2 separate regions of the Mus musculus genome follow, and region 2 is linked to region 1. A link is a contact called in public Hi-C data. All regions are on one chromosome and are shown on one strand. The core of a region is the stretch at or near the end of the contact, and the rest is flanking DNA. Distances in the headings are between cores, read along the strand shown. Region 1 overlaps Cux1 (cut-like homeobox 1). Region 2 overlaps Gm38722 (a long non-coding RNA gene).

Region 1 (7,887 bases), core at 2,637-5,136:
ATTACAAGTCCTTCAGCCATCTTAGCCCTGTATCTCACCCTCCATATAGAATTAATAGCTGCTCTTTGAGTAGACCAAGTATTATCCCAAAGAAACAGTTTTTATTCATAAATTTCTACCTTTAAAATTTATCATATGTATGAGAGTTTTGCCTTCATGTATGTCTATATACCACATGTGTGTCTGGTGCCTGAGGAGGCCAGAAAAGGACTCTGGATGCCCTGGAACTGAAGGTATAGGTAGTTATTACCCACCATGTGGGTGATAGGAGCTGAACCCTGGTCCTCTGCAAGAGCAACAAGTGTTTTTAATCACTGAGCCATCTCTCTAGTCCCAGATGATGGGTGTCTTGCGGGACTATTGCTTTCCCTGTTGTTTGCCTCAGGTGACTTGATGACTACATACATTTCTCAGTAAAGATCCAAAGTTCTAATATCATTATCTGTCCCCTAAAAAATGGTAACATCAGCACAGAGCTTCTGGGTACATCTGGACATATGCACACACACACACACACACACACACACACACACACACACACACACACACACACAAAATAGGGGCATGTTTGTATGTGTTTATGATAGGCTACTTGTATACCTGGTATCTGCTACCCATGGTGTTTTTATTAATTTGAAAGCCCAGTCTTGTGACTCATACTTGCCGTCCTTCTATTGAAGAAAGCTGAGGCAGTGGGATCTTTGTTTTCAGGCCAGCCTGGTGTAAAGAGTGAGCTCAAGACCAACTAAGCAACTTGGTGAGACCTTGTCTTAAAATAGTAAGTAAAAATAGGGCTGTGGGCATATGGTTCAGCAGTAGAGTGCTCTCCTACAGCCTATGAGGGGCTGGGGACCATAAGATGCTTGCCTAGCATGCACAAGGTCCTAGGCTCAGCCTCACCTAATATATAAAATGAAACAAACTGTTATTAGCTTAGAACACTATACAATGCTTTAGGTGCAGTGGATCTTTGTTTCATAAATATATTTTAGGGGGTCTCCTGCCCCCTTTCCCCCCAAAAAAAAGAAAGAAAGAAAATTCTAATTTAATAGTTATCAGTAAAATACTCCCCAGGGTGGTTTGTACTGATAGTTAATCATTTTGCAGATATTTATGTAGCTGCTTCCATGTGTCAGACAGTTGGGTCCTGAGGAGGAAATTCTAACCCTGTTCTTTAGCTTTTATCTCTTCCACCTGGCAGTGGACCATGGCCATGTGGCAGGCTGAGTGCTGGGATCCCATAACTGGCATCTTCTGCTGAAGTCTTTCCTTGCATCATACACATATCCATGTGACAGTATTCTCTGTATAAGCCACAGATGGCTCAGTAACCTTCCATGTAGATAAACACTTCTGCTTTTTTGAGTCTTGTTAGAGCCATGTCTTTCTCAATCTGTCTGTCTGTCTGTCTTTCCATCCGTCTGTCTGTGTCCTGGTCTTCCCCCACCTCCTCTTGTTGGTTGGTTTATTTGTCTGCTTGGTTTTGATTTACCCTGTGCTTGGGATGGAACCCACAGCCTCACACATGCTCAGAGAAGCCATACCACTGATTGTCTTGTGACTCAGGTCTTTGTTGGTTGAATATGATTTCAAAGACCAGATTAATGTCTTCAGTACCTGGTGTGCTTCTAGAAGGAGCCTGGGCACTCTGGTGTTTAGATGAGCTTTGCACGACATCAGCTATTTTTGATGGGATAATTAAAAAAAAAATGCTTGGCTGTCCTGCAAGCCACTCCTTAATTGTCTTTTCTTACTCCAATGTGGTTTTTCTCTATCTTAATATAAAAAAGAAGGGGAGAAGTGAGGGTGTGTGTGTGTGTGTGTGTATGAGAATATGTATGTGTGTGTGGCCTTATAGCATGAGTGTGGACAGCCTCAGTGTTGGTGATTCTCATCTTCCACCTTGTCTGAGACAGGGGCTTTTGTTCTATGCTGTCTGCAAGAGGGTAGCTGTCCTGTAAGCTTCTAGGAGTTCTGGTTTCTCTGCTTCCCATATGACCATAGGATTATAGATGTGTGTGGCCATACCCAGCTTGATGCAGGTTCTGGGGATCCAAACTCAGGTCCTCATGTTTTTGTGGTGAGTGCTTTCCCCATGAGCCAGCCCTCCACCCCCTTCTTCCCTTCCTCCACAAGTTCTCATGTAGCCAAGCTGGCTTCAAACTTACTTCAGATGTGAACTTCTGGGCCCCCGCCTCCATTTCCCTGAGCGCTAGGATTACATGCACCTGGTTGGTTTATGAGGCGCTGGGAGTGGTGATCTGGGATGAGAGTGCATGGCAGGCAAGTACTCTACCAACCCAGTTATAGCCCTAGCATGCTTTTTAGGCTTTGACAGGATCTTACATAGCCCAATTGGTCTTGGACTAAGTATGTAACCAAGGCTGCCCTTGAACTCCCGATTTTTCAGTTTCCACCTCCTGAGTTCTAGGATTGCAGGTAAATATCTCCATACCTGGTTGATGTTTGCATTCTTGCACAACATTTTTTAAATGCTAGATTTGGGACGTCTCTTCTAGGAAGTGGAAGGAATTCTTGACCGTGATAGAAGAAGATTAGATTTGTTGATAACTTCTGTGCTTTAGCAGATGCTGTGGGGAGAGATCTCTGCTTTTTGTCTATGGGGAGGAAGTGTTTTCAAAGTTATGGACGAAGCGATGGACCCCACATCTTTACCTTTCAACCTTTTGCAGAGGTGAGGAATTAGAGCAAGGAGGAAGCAGAGGAAAGATGAAGAATCCAGGTCTGTGGCTTTTGTCTGTAATCCCTGAACCATGGTGGCTGAGATATGAGGGTTGTTGTTATGAGTTTAAGGCCACCCTGGAGTAAAGTAAGACCCCAGCGTTAGACAATTAAGAAGGAAGGAGTAGAGGGTAGTAATCCTTTTTTGTTTTTGGTTTTTCGAGACAGGATTTCTCTGTGTAGCCCCTGGCTGTCCTGGAACTCACTCTGTAGACCAGGCTGGCCTCGAACTCAGAAATCCACCTGCCTCTGCCTCCCGAGTGCTGGGATTAAAGGCGTGCGCCACCACTGCCCAGTGAGGGTAGTAATACTTAACTGTGGCTGGGACCCAAGCGCACTTAGTCACTGCTCTGCTGCCTTTTATAGCTACGCAGAAGTGACTCAGCCTGGAAAAAGAGAGTCACTTAAAATAAAGTAGCCACTCCAGTGGGGCACATCTTGTTCCTATGCAGCCAGCTGGCTGGAGCCTTGTGGGGCACATTGTCCTGTAAGGGGGGGGGGGTCTGGGAGAGGCATGGTGTTCAGGTAGGGGTGACCTTACCATCACCCGGTGGGGGTCAGGAAGGCCATGTATGACCTTGAACTTTCAAGCAGCATGCTGATATTGTGTGTGTGTGTATGTGTGTGTGTGTGTATGTGTGTGTGTGTGTGTGTGTGTGTGTGTGTGTGAGAGAGAGAGAGAGAGAGAGAGAAAGAGAGAGAGAGAGAGAGAGAGAGAAATATTGCCAGACCTAGAAGGCTGCTGTGACTTGAATTTGTCTGTCAGGCTTCATCCCCTCTCCCCTGACAGGGTTTCTCTGTGTAGCCCTGGCTGTCCTGGAGCTCACTTTGTAAACCAGGCTGGACTTGAATTTAGAGCTGCCTATCTCTGCTGGGATTAAGGGCATGTACCACCACTCTACTTTTGTGTCAGCCCTCCTTTAAACCAGAGGTCAGTCTGAAACCTCCAGACTCAGTTGAGCAAACATGGCAGTTAGGTTTTTTGTTCCACATTGAACATATTCAGGCAACTGCACTGGAAACCCACAGATGTGCGTCCCTGATGTCACTGACTGTGGTTTTTAAGGGAGAAGGTAGGCCAGTGATGTCTTGCCAGACATGGGCCTCTTAGCCAGGACATGCCCAGAGATGTTTTAACTAGTCACATGCTAGGGACATGAGCACCCCTGCCACAAGAGAGAACCACTGTGGGGATGTGGGGACCTGTCTAAACCACTTTAGAGAGTCTGTAGCTTCCTCCATTTCGGGTTCTTGGCATTCTGATAACACTGATTACCCACGTGCCTGGAGCTTTACACGGGTGCTTAGGATTCAAACTTAGTCTTCATGCTGACATAGCAAGCACTGTACCAACTCTCTGAGGCCTGCTTATTTTGAGGCAGGGTTTCACCAAGTGACACAAAATAGCCTATTATTATTATTGTTGTTGTTGTTGTTGTTATCTCAAATAAATTCTTCTCTTTGTGGGGCTGTGGGAAATCCACAAGCAACTTTTCAATGCAGTGTTTTCTCCTCGGAGGAGGAGAAATGAAGCACATTTTTGCTTCATTGCGAAGAGGTCACTCTAGTATCTGGCAGAATCCTAAAGCCTGAGTAATCAGCCTGCGTGTTTAATCATTCTAGAGTCAACCACCATAAAGTTGCAATACAATACGATTTTAACTAGACAAAGCTTAAAAATTAAATAGAAGCTTTTAACTGTTACCAGTTAAACATGTTCAACCAGTACAAAAAACATAAGTAGTTTTCTTAGTTTTGAGGAGACCCCAGGGGAAAATTTACCCCAAGGATCAAGTGCAGCTCAAGTCACAGTATTCTAGCATGTTCTAGAAAGAGTCAGCAGGGGCCTTGGGAGGACATGAAGCAGTCCTGAAGAACAGAGGGGGCCACTGGGTTGTGCGCAAGCATGGGTGAGCACTACTAGTCCAGGATTTCCCTCCCACACATGGTGTGACCTCTGCTCCTGGGGCCTTTCCTGTGCAGAACTCTGTCTGGTTCCAGGGGTCTTGGAAGAGAAATGGCTATTCCCAGGCCAGCTGTTGCAGATGTCCAGGGGCGTCTGACCCTGAGCAAGATTCCTCACTGTTTCAGATGTTGTGTTCTTTCCTATACTCTAAAGAGCAGCTCTCACTCAGTGTGTATGGGGTGGGAGTGGTTCAGATTTGGGAAGATCTTTGTAGACCTTCATCAGTTGCACATCCTTAATGGGAAATCCACAGTGTTTGGAGCATGTTGGAGGATTTGAGGCTTCACATGTGTGGACTAGGAGTGCTCTGCCTCTGCTGCCAGCTGCTAGAGGGGAGTGGTTTAGCATATACAGAACATGCACTAAGTACACAGCAAACACTTTTAATCCCTGTCTCCTCCAAAAGGAGCCCTGAGGTTTCTCTAGGGACTAGCAGGTATAGAGAAGGTTCCAGCCATCAGCAGGAGCAGGCAGATAATGGCCAACTAAACAAATGGGGCACATGGTAACTTCTGGTGATATACACACTGGAACAGCCCTGTCTGTAGCTCAAGCCTGTTATCCCAGCACTGCGGATATTGAGGCTAAGAATTAGGACTTCAAAACTAGCCTGGGAAACTTGATGAGAACCTGTTTCAGGAATCAACTGGACTGAAGATATTACATAGTGGTAAAGTACCTGCCTAGCAAAACAAAAACCACAGGATTATGCAGTAGTGTGTGCTCATGGGTGGGTGGGTGGACACTTGAGGAACTGAGATTATTTTAAAGTCAGAGTGAACATGTCCATTTGTAGCATCCCTATCCCCAAACACAAACACACAGCTACTGCAGAGACGCTGAAGCCACTGTTGGGGCATTTGGGTGGGTTATTTGTTAGTGGATCCTTCACATTTAAGTAAAGGCTTAATTGTGTTGAGCAGAAAGACATCAGATGCCATCTTTCAGAAGATCAGGGCTGCTTCTGAACTCCCTGACTGGCAGCATTGGAAGAATCCTTAACGTGATCCATGAAGAGTTTAATCTCCCAGTGTCTCTGTTGGGCTTGCTTGAAGACACCAGGGCCACCCATGGTCCCACTGTACCACACACTCTCTATGGGAACAGCAGATGAGACCCAGGTCTCTGAAGAGTGCTTAGAACTGACAGCCTCTCCCCCTGAGCTGTGTGTCTCTTCCTCTGTGTATCTGGCATTTCCAGAGAGCTATTTTAAGCATCATGGACAAATTATCTGAGCATTTAACAGCTGTGAAAAGGAAAGGATTGTAAAGAGATTTACATGGGCTAGAGTTTTAATGGTGACCTTTGTGAGCCTCCATATTCCCATAGAGAAATGGGACTGATGGTCCCAGATGCTAGGTTGAACTGCTTCCAGAATAGCATGGCAAAGTCATGGGAGCTGTGTGATTGTGATGAGCATTGCTTTGAGAGAAAAGACACTGAGTTCAGGAGTAGATTCTGCCTTATCTTATTTATTTTAGAGATGAAACAGGGCTTTCTGGGTGCTAGGCAAACACTCCTCCACTAAATCTCAGCCCCAGCCCCTCACTGGAGGGTTCTAGGCAAGCCCTGTACTTAAGAGCCACACACCCAGCCCCTTGCTGGAGAATTCAAAGCAAGTGTTCTGTCTCAGGTACATCTCTTTTTTTAAAACTTGTATTCTAAGGCAAGGCCTTGGAATATAGCTCAGGCTAGCCTTGAGCCTACAATCCCCCTGCCTCAGCATTCCAAGTAACTAGGATTATAGGTATATGAGGTGGTAGGATATATTTGGATCACCATGGACTAACTAATGGCCAATAATGGCTTTTGATCTTACCTTTCAAATCTCAGTTTCACAAAAATGGACTCAGGTCTGATTGACAGACATGAGTAAACTCAGCCTGGTGGGTTAGTAGCCATGGTCTAGTTGGCGTTCCTGAAGGAGATCTTAGATGGGAGTCAGAACATTTGGGGCTCCATTCTGATGGTGCTGCTGCTACTGACTTGGTTTGCAACCTGATCAAGCCCCATCACCTTTCATTTGACAGCTTTTAAACGATCAGGTGACTTCTCTGTGACATTTTACTTAGACCACACCAGCTTCTGCTGCTCGTTTCTCTCTGCAGCTCTTTCTCTCTTTGTCTGTCTTTCCCCACAACATTCATGGCAAGCTCTTTTTAGGTTTTTTCTTTTCCAGAATTTGCATGTATTAGGAGATCTTTGCAGATCCTGTTATGTGAGAACTCTGAGTTCACCAGGAAGAGTTTATTTACTTTCTGGTTCTGGGTAACTTGAGGGATATGACAGGGACAGCTTATAACAGCGGTTGACATTTATTAATAGCTATCTATTCATGTAGTTCTTTTCCAAATACTTTTTTTTTTCTTTTAAAGACAGGGTCTCATGTAACCCAGGCTGGCCTCAAACTCACTATGTAACCAAGGGTGACCTTGTATTGTTAACCTGCCTCTATCTCCCAGTGCTGGTATTACTGGTATGCATTTGTATGCCCATCTCCATCCACTTTTAAGTATGTGTTTCTGCAATAGGTACAGTGTTTGAATCAGGCAGAAAAAAATCGAGACCTAGAAAAGACATTAACTTGCTTTGTATGTCCTACTCAAATCAGCAAAGCTGGCAAGAGACTGTACATCTAGCCTAGCCTTCCTAGGTCTGTGCCAGCGTGGGTCCCTGGGGAGTGCTTCCACAGTCTTGCAGCCCACAGCCACCTTCTGGGTACACAGAGCCAGCTGCCTTGTGGGATGGATCTCCAGAGCCTCCTCCTGCTGCTGAGGCTGCCTGGTCCCACATCACCACCCTCTGCTGCCTGCTTCCAAGCACATGAACTTCCCTGGGCATTTAGGGGAGAGTTGGAACTGCTTCTCATGGCATTCTCTACATATCTTTTGCTTCCCGTTTCACATCTGATCAGTTAGACCATCAGTCTTTTTGGAACCCTACTATAATTTTGTGCTGACTGCATGTAGAGCACTGTAAAGAGGGTCTATGGCAAGTGTGCTTGGTTAGTGCCTCTGACTTGATAGCTCAGCTACTGCAAAGAGGCCCAGCTTTGGTGCTGGTGCTGGCCACATCTTCCCTCACCAGCTTCCATGTTACACGGTGGGAGCATTGCATTCCTAAGGTACAGAGCATGAACATTTCTGCTCAACAAACCTTTTCTTCTAAAAGTACCTCGC
Region 2 (7,887 bases), core at 3,377-5,876, 180 kb before region 1:
AGCTTGCTTCTCAAGACTCTTGTCAGTGAGTCTTCCAACACACACCCGATGGAGAGAAAAAGGAATCTTGTGTGGGGCGGTGTGTGTAGAAACCAGAAGTCAATGTTGCTGTTCTCCTCAATAACTCTGCACATTATTATTATTTTATAATATTTTATTGCCTTTTTATTTATTTTGTATGCATGTCAGAGCATGAGATGTGGAGGTCAGAGGACCACTCTCAGATGTCAGCTCTCTCTTTACCAAATTTGACCTAGGGATTAAACTTCTGTCACCAGTGGGTTTTACCTGCTGAGCCCTCCACTTTATTTTGTGTGACAGGGTCTCTCACTAAACCTGGGACCCACCGATTGCCTGATCCAGCTGGCCAGTAAGTCCCAGGGATTGTTCTGTCTCTCGTCCCCCACGACACTGGAGTTACAGGCTTACATGGGTGCTCGGGATTTGAACTCAAGCCTTTGTGCTTAGGATAAGAAGTATTTCCTCCAAGTTGCTAATAGAGATGAGGGTTTGCTGTGAGGGAGCAAGCTAAGAAAGCTGCCCCCAAGGCCATTGCGTGAGCCCCTATTTCCACACCCTGCCCTCTACCCATTAAAACAAATAAGGAGAAACTACTGGGTGAGTTAATTTGCTAAAATAGACCCAAATGAAATAGCTGATTACATTTTTCCCCAAAGGAAACTTGAGTTAATTTGGCCGGTGACTTGTTGCCTGGCTGCCAGTCCCAACACACACACAGGAGGGGGTGTGGAAAGGAGAAGAAATCAACAGGGACCAGCACAGTCAGGCAGCTGTCTGTGACATCCCAGAGGTCACATTCCCAACTGTGAAATGGACGGATGACAACAAACACTCAGTGACACTTCCCTGCCAGCTGCTGTACATGCTCTGAGACGGTTCTATTGCTCTCTGTCCAGAAATAAAGCTAGAGCCACACAAGTCATTGATGTCCACAGCTAATGCCTGCAGGGGTGCACACCTGGAATCCCAGCTGATGCTCACGTGTGAGAGGGTCATGAGTTCAAGGCCAGCCTGGAGGACACAGTGAGACACAAAACATGGAAAAAGAAAAGGCAGGAAGTATGAGGAGAGAAGAAAGGAATGAGGAAGGAAAGAAAAGAGGAGAAAAGAAAGAGGGATAAAGAAGAAATGGGAGGGAGGGAAGGAGGAAAGAGAAGAAAGGGAAGGAAAGAGGGAGAAGAGAGTGGGGATAGTCTGGGACGGCAGCTCACTTGGCACAGTGCTTGTCTGGTACACAGGAAGCCCCGGGAGTCACTCCCAGCCCTGTATAAGCCACGCATGATAGAACATGCTTATAACCTCCTCAGTCAGGGTGGAGGCAGGAGAATCACAAGTTCAAGGTCATCTTTGACTCCAGGGCAAGTTGGAGGCCAGCCAGCCTGGGCTACATTGAGACCCCGTCTCTAAATTGAACGAATGAATGAGGGAGGGAAGGAGGAAGATGGGCACTGTAGAAGGCAGGCCTGGGTGCCCACAGTGCCTGTGGAATGTGGTCAGACATATATAGTGGCCCTATGGAATCTTCTGGGCTAATTCCTTCTGGCCAGGAGTTGATGTGTCCCAGGAGGTCTCATCTGGCCTTAGGAATCATCTGCAAGTGGGTCACTCATTACTGTTGAAGTCCCCTTTCCTATGTAGGCTCTACCCCATGTCCCAAGCAGATCCAAGGCCCCATGAGCCCCCACCTGCTGCAAGACCCCACTTAAGCCCAGATCTACTTTCCTTCACAGCCCATCTCTCTGACACCCCACCCACCAGAGGGAAGCTTCTTCTAGCAGCTGTCCCAGCTGGGCTTTGGTCCCTGCTGAGCCTCTCCTATTTTCACATCCCCTCCTCTGCCCAATAAAACAAATAAGAGGGAAATACTAGACAAGTTAATTTGCTAAAATGGACCCAAATGAAATAGCTGATTACATTTTTTCCCCAAAGGAAACTAGAGTTAATTTGGCCAGTGACTTGTGCCAGGCTGCCAGTCTCAACACACACACATCCAAACAGGGCTCCTCCCAGGGCCAGTTGGCAGCTGCCCTGCCCCATAGAGTGGTGCAGTCACCACCCAATGGGAGGTGAAGGTGGGGTGCGGAAGGCAGAAGTGCCCTGGGGAAATACTGTTAAAGGGGCATACATGTCCTGCACTGAAAATGTAGGCATACACATGCATGCACACATTGGCTTGCACAGACAAGCTCACAGTGCACACACCCAAACAAACACACGCTCACAAACACACTCATGCACGGACATGCTCAGAGCAGTCATTCATTCAAGCATACACATGAAAGTATGCACACATCCACACATGCACACACCCATGCAGTCCTGCTTGTGCACAATCTCCAATGCACACCCCCAGGGCATGCACACACTCAAATACAAACACACTCATGCACACATTGCAAGGGTATACACACATAAGCATACGCAAACTCATGAATACACACCCTCATGTTTGCACACATTCAAAGCACACAAACATGGGCTCATGCACCCTCATGCCTGTACACACAAGGCATGCATAAAACAAGCTATTTAATTCCCATGCATCCACACACACTCAAAGCATGCTACACACATCAGTGCACACCCCCCAGAGCATGCACACACAAGCACATGTACTGCCCAGCACTCGCATACATAAAGCATGCACATAGTCACACATGTGTGTTTTACACACCCACATACATGCTCGGGTGTGTTTCACAACTGCACTCCCACTGAGGGCACTTGGTGGGATGACTCAGTGGTCACATCTGCAGACCAATGCTGCTGAACCCATAAGTTAATTATTACTGGAGCTGGGGAGATAGCTCAGTAAAGTGCTGGCCACAGAAGCATGAAGACCAGAATTTGATCCCAGAACCCATGTAAAAAAGCCAATTGTTGTGACATTCATTTCTAATCCCAGCGCTGGGAGCCAGAGGCAGGTGGACCCATGCTGGCCAGGCAGCCCAGACAAACTCATGAACTGTAGGCCAGTGAGAGACCCCGTCTCAAAAATAAGATAGACATTGTCCTGAAGACTAATACCTGAGACTGACCCCACAAGCACTCAAGTGTACGCCTTTACACATGAACATCACACAAACACATACCCCAAATCCACAGGCATACATTCAGGCAAAGCACTCAAACACATTAAATTAAAGTTTGGGAAAGTAAATATATATAATCTTTTTTTTTTTTTGGTTTTTCCAGACAGGGTATAATCTTTTTTAAAATCTTAACAAAGTAAAGTCCATACTGAATGGAGGCTGCACAGCATCCTCTTCATGGTCCCCACCAGAGCACCTCACACTTCCAAACTGACATCACGAAGCAGGGGAGCCCTTCAAGTCCTCCCATCAAGAGGGGGTCCTCAAAGAAGTTTTCAGCCCTTCCTTGGATCCAGGTAGGCACCTGTGAGCCCAAGAAGGGGTGCCAAGTGTGAAAAGCAGGTGTTCCCCAAATCCCACAAGCACGGGGGCTGCAGTCACATACTTCTAGAATGAGGGGCATTTATATCCACAGGCACATCATAAACAAAGATCCACAAGTACACAGAGAGACACACAGTCATACAGACAGACAAACACACACATGGCTACACATACAGACACATGCAGACAGACACACATATAGACAGACAGACATACACATAGTCATACATACAGATACACACAGACAGACAGACACGTACATATAGACAGACAGACACACATGTCCACACATACACACACACACTCATATACAGACAGACACACTCACACATAGCCACAATATAGACACACACATACATATACACAGCCACACATACACAGCCACACATATACACACTCACATACAGATATACCCACACAAAGATGCACACTCACACATAGCCACACAGACAGACAGACACATAGATATACACACACACACATGGAGACACACACATACGCAATCATACACATAGCCACACACACACATAGACAGCAATTCATTCACACACTTACACGCAAACAGATACATACTTGAAAGCTAGCATTTATTTACAGAGTCACCCCCATGCAGGGAAATACATTCACACACAACAGACACACAAACATACATGCGAACACACTAATACCCAAATTCACACACACTGACACTCCCTGAGTCATTTCTTCTTGTTTTCCTCCTCCTCCTCTTCCCTCTTCCTCCTCCTCCTTCTCTTTGTTTCTCCCCCTCATCTCATTTGTACTAGTCTCACATAGCCCAGGCTATCCTTGAATTCATTATGCAGTCAAGAATGGCTTTGAATTTCTGATTCTCCTGCCTCTACCTCCTGGGTGTTAGGATTACAAGTGTGCACCAATGCCTGGATGCCCATAGTTTGTCTTAAAGAATACTCTATACTAGGAAGTTGAGAGCAGAGCAACTACCACATGGACACAAAAACCCAGGTCGGGCCAAAAGCAGGCTAAGACTAAGGTCGGGGCTACGGCCAAAGTCTAGTTAGCACTTGCCGCTGCGCCACCCACTTTCTCCTTATTTTGGCCTCTAAGTGTCAGGAGTCATAGCCCAGTGAGGGATCCAGACTCCCATCTCTCCTTTGCTGTTCTCTCTTTTTAACAACCAAGAAACGGGAAGTTAGACTGGTTTCCACAAACACCACTAGGTGGCGCTCCGCTAACGAAAATCTGAATGGACCGCACGGCCAGCTCATCCAGACCAAGGCTGACCTCCTGCCTCCATCTAAGTCACAGTGCCCCAGGTTCTCAATCCCTGTGTGTCCCAGCCTCAGCTTCCATTTAAGGCCTGAGGCAGATAAATGGGAGAGGGGACAAGGTTAGCTTATGGCTGCTCCCACCCAAGTGGTTCATATCCACTCTGCCTCCCTAGTTTCTAGAACGGAACAGAGGCAGGGTCAGGACGGGGCTCATTGGTAGAGCCGCACCTACAAACACCCAGTGAAGGAGCTGGGAGCCTGGCTCAACAGCAGAGCACCTGCAAAGCCCTGGATCCTAACTCCAGCACCAAAACTTAGTGAGTTAATCAAATTAAAAGTGCGATGATAGAGCCAGGCATGGTGGCAGCTGACTATAATCCTAGCAGCACTCGGGAGGCTGAAGTGGGTAGAAATTGGATTTTAAGGGCAGCCTGAGCTATGGTGAGATAAAGGTTCAGTAAGCAATAGTGACTCAGTTTCCCTCTTTCAGTTCCCCTGGGACAGCACTACCTAGCATCTATCTTTGCCCTCTCAGTTTGGGGGGGATGGTTTCAAAGCCCATAGAGAGATGGGAAGACCCATACTCTCCACTATACCCAAACGAAAGGGTCAGAGGCCCAGGTCCACCACTGAGCCGGCCCCATCCAAGGGAGCAGTTTTAATTTTACTGCTTGTCAGTCCAGGATCCATCCAACATTCCTTCCTCCAGGAAGGCTTTCATGACTTACTCCTAAGTAAAGACTCCAGCTGGACCTTCTACAGTAGGAAGTCCTGGGCCACAAAGTACTGTGGACTCAGAAGGTCCCCTAGTCAGACACACGGTGGGCTTGGCCAGTTGTCAGTGACGGGCTCTGGGGCAGAGATAGAATCACGATACTGGATCTTGGGAAAGCCTGTGAGGTGTCAGACACTGGTGTGATTAGAAAGGCCTTTAGGGTAGGTGATGAAAACTTAGAAAATACCCTAAGAGAAGTAGGTTTCATCTCATGTCATGAACCTCACTGGCTCAGAGAGGTCAAGTGGCTGATAGAACATCACACAGCAGAAGCAACACACAACGTGAGGCTGAGTGAAAAAAAAAGGGGGGGGAAGGAGAGGGAAAGAAAACTAAAATTAAGAAAATAAATATATGGGCCAGGTGTGGTGGCACACGCCTTTAATCCCAGCACTTGGGAGGCAGAGGCAGGCAAATTTCTGAGTTCGAGGCCAGCCTGGTCTACAAAGTGAGTTCCAGGACAGCCAGGGCTACACAGAGAAACCCTGTCCCGAAAAAAAAAAGAAAGAAAGAAAGAAAGAAAGAAAGAAAGAAAGAAAGAAAGAAAGAAAGAAAGAAAGGAAGGAAGGAAGGAAGGAAGGAAGAAAGGAAGGAAGAAAGGAAGGAAGAAAAGAAAATACATATATATATGAACACATGTATACACATGCACATACACTCCTTAGAATAGTCCAGATGGCACCTTTAACTTGTATCAAATGTTATCTACTTCTGTAAGACTCACCCCTAGGTACTATCTGTCACCCTGCCATATTAGCCTTGAGTAATAGACAGACTGCAGTAATACAGTCACCAGGACAATGACAGCAGTAATGAATGTCCCTGTGTGTGTAGAGGTCAGCAGGGCTGGGTCAGGCTGGGTCAGCAGGGCTGGGTCAGCTCAGGCAGCCTCCCCGATGCCAAGTCCCTGCAGTCCATGGACTCAGGCTGAGAGTCCTAGGGCACAGGGCAGATCCAGATGGAAACCCCAGGAAGGCACAGAGGCAGGAGTGAGCTCTGCACTGGCCTTGGGAGTCTGTGTTCTTGCCCCTGGGCAGCTCTGGGTCCTGCTTGGAGCTTCATTCATACAAGGTGAGCTGGCCTGGCTGAGCAGCAGAGAGTGGAGGGGGCGTAGAGACATAAACAGAGAGGCATGTTGCCACTGTGAAGACCACCCAGGGATGCGCATCAGGCCCCTCCTTCTCCCATTCCTTCCCTCTCCCGCTTCCTTTCTTTTCTCAGTGCCGGTCACTATTCATTCACCCAGAGTGTCAGCATCTTCCTCCTCCTCACCTCACAAACCAGCCGGACCAGCCACGAAGCCGGCCAGCGCCGAGGCCAGGCCCTCGGGTGCCAGGTTACCCAGCATGTATCAGAAGACAGCTGACTTCTCTGCTTCCCCTTCCAGAAGCCTGGAAAAGGCGCCAGGCCCAGCTCCCAGCCCCCTCGACATCTGCCACATGGGTGACTGGTGCCAAGTGTCCCTGGACAAGACAATATCTTAAGACTCCCCTTGGGCCAGGTGTGGTGGCCCACGCCATTAATCCCAGCACTTGGCAGAGGCAGAGGCAGAGGAGGCAGAGGAGGCAGAGGAGGCAGAGGAGGCAGAGGAGGCAGAGGAGGCAGAGGAGGCAGAGGAGGCAGAGGAGGCAGAGGCAGAGGCAGAGGCAGAGGCAGAGGCAGAGGAGGCAGAGGAGGCAGAGGAGGCAGAGGAGGCAGAGGAGGCAGAGGAGGCAGAGGAGGCAGAGGAGGCAGAGGAGGCAGAGGAGGCAGAGGAGGCAGAGGAGGCAGAGGAGGCAGAGGAGGCAGAGGCAGAGGCAGAGGCAGAGGCAGAGGAGGCAGAGGAGGCAGAGGAGGCAGAGGAGGCAGAGGAGGCAGAGGAGGCAGAGGAGGCAGAGGAGGCAGAGGAGGCAGAGGAGGCAGAGGAGGCAGAGGAGGCAGAGGAGGCAGAGGCAGAGGCAGAGGCAGAGGCAGAGGCAGAGGCAGAGGCAGAGGCAGAGGCAGAGGCAGAGGCAGAGGCAGAGGCAGAGGCAGAGGCAGAGGCAGAGGCAGAGGCAGAGGCAGAGGCAGAGGCAGAGGCAGAGGCAGAGGCAGAGGCAGAGGCAGAGGCAGAGGCAGAGGCAGAGGCAGAGGCAGAGGCAGAGGCAGGCAGAATTTAAGGCCAGCCTGGTCTACATAGTGAGTTCCAGAAAAGCCAGGACTACACAGAGAACCCTTGTCTCTAAATTAATTAATTAATTAATTTTAAAAATAAATAAATAAATAAAATTTAAAAATAAATAAATAAATTTTAAAAGTCTTTGTGGAGTCTCTCAGAGACCATTTGTTCAAAGGTTGATGGCTTCTGGGGTTCTGCACAGCAGATCACAGCAGCAAGTCTGAAGTTCCCACGAATCACTCCATCAAGGTCCCAGGCAGCCCCAAGCAAGATTCAGATGACACCGGC

What was found. Hi-C and Micro-C count contacts between places; a contact is called where the count stands out from the background.
Region 2: a Hi-C map of bone marrow-derived macrophages shows a contact between it and region 1, with 2.5 times the contacts expected there. The contact joins two enhancer-like sites. A contact is called at or near these places in 1 of 15 datasets of contacts at CTCF or cohesin (large pre-B cells), 10 of 484 Hi-C or Micro-C datasets (adipose-derived mesenchymal stem cells, bone marrow-derived macrophages, cerebral cortex and 7 more) and 1 of 115 datasets of contacts at active chromatin or transcription factors (embryonic fibroblasts).

The regions. Positions count from the first base shown.
Region 1 is chr5:136,476,005-136,483,891 of GRCm38.p6, reverse strand. The region is part of intron 2 of Cux1 (cut-like homeobox 1); the gene reads left to right. Among named protein-coding and RNA genes, the nearest start is that of Gm16599, 87 kb to the right of the region's middle. Within about 2 kb of position 3,886, at least 82 of the 459 cell types and tissues checked have an H3K27ac peak or open chromatin away from gene starts, as enhancers often do. A contact at or near this core is called in bone marrow-derived macrophages, where this site is marked.
Region 2 is chr5:136,661,465-136,669,351 of GRCm38.p6, reverse strand. The region is part of intron 2 of Gm38722 (a long non-coding RNA gene); the gene reads right to left. Among named protein-coding and RNA genes, the nearest start is that of Myl10, 28 kb to the left of the region's middle. Within about 2 kb of position 4,626, at least 23 of the 459 cell types and tissues checked have an H3K27ac peak or open chromatin away from gene starts, as enhancers often do. A contact at or near this core is called in bone marrow-derived macrophages, where this site is marked.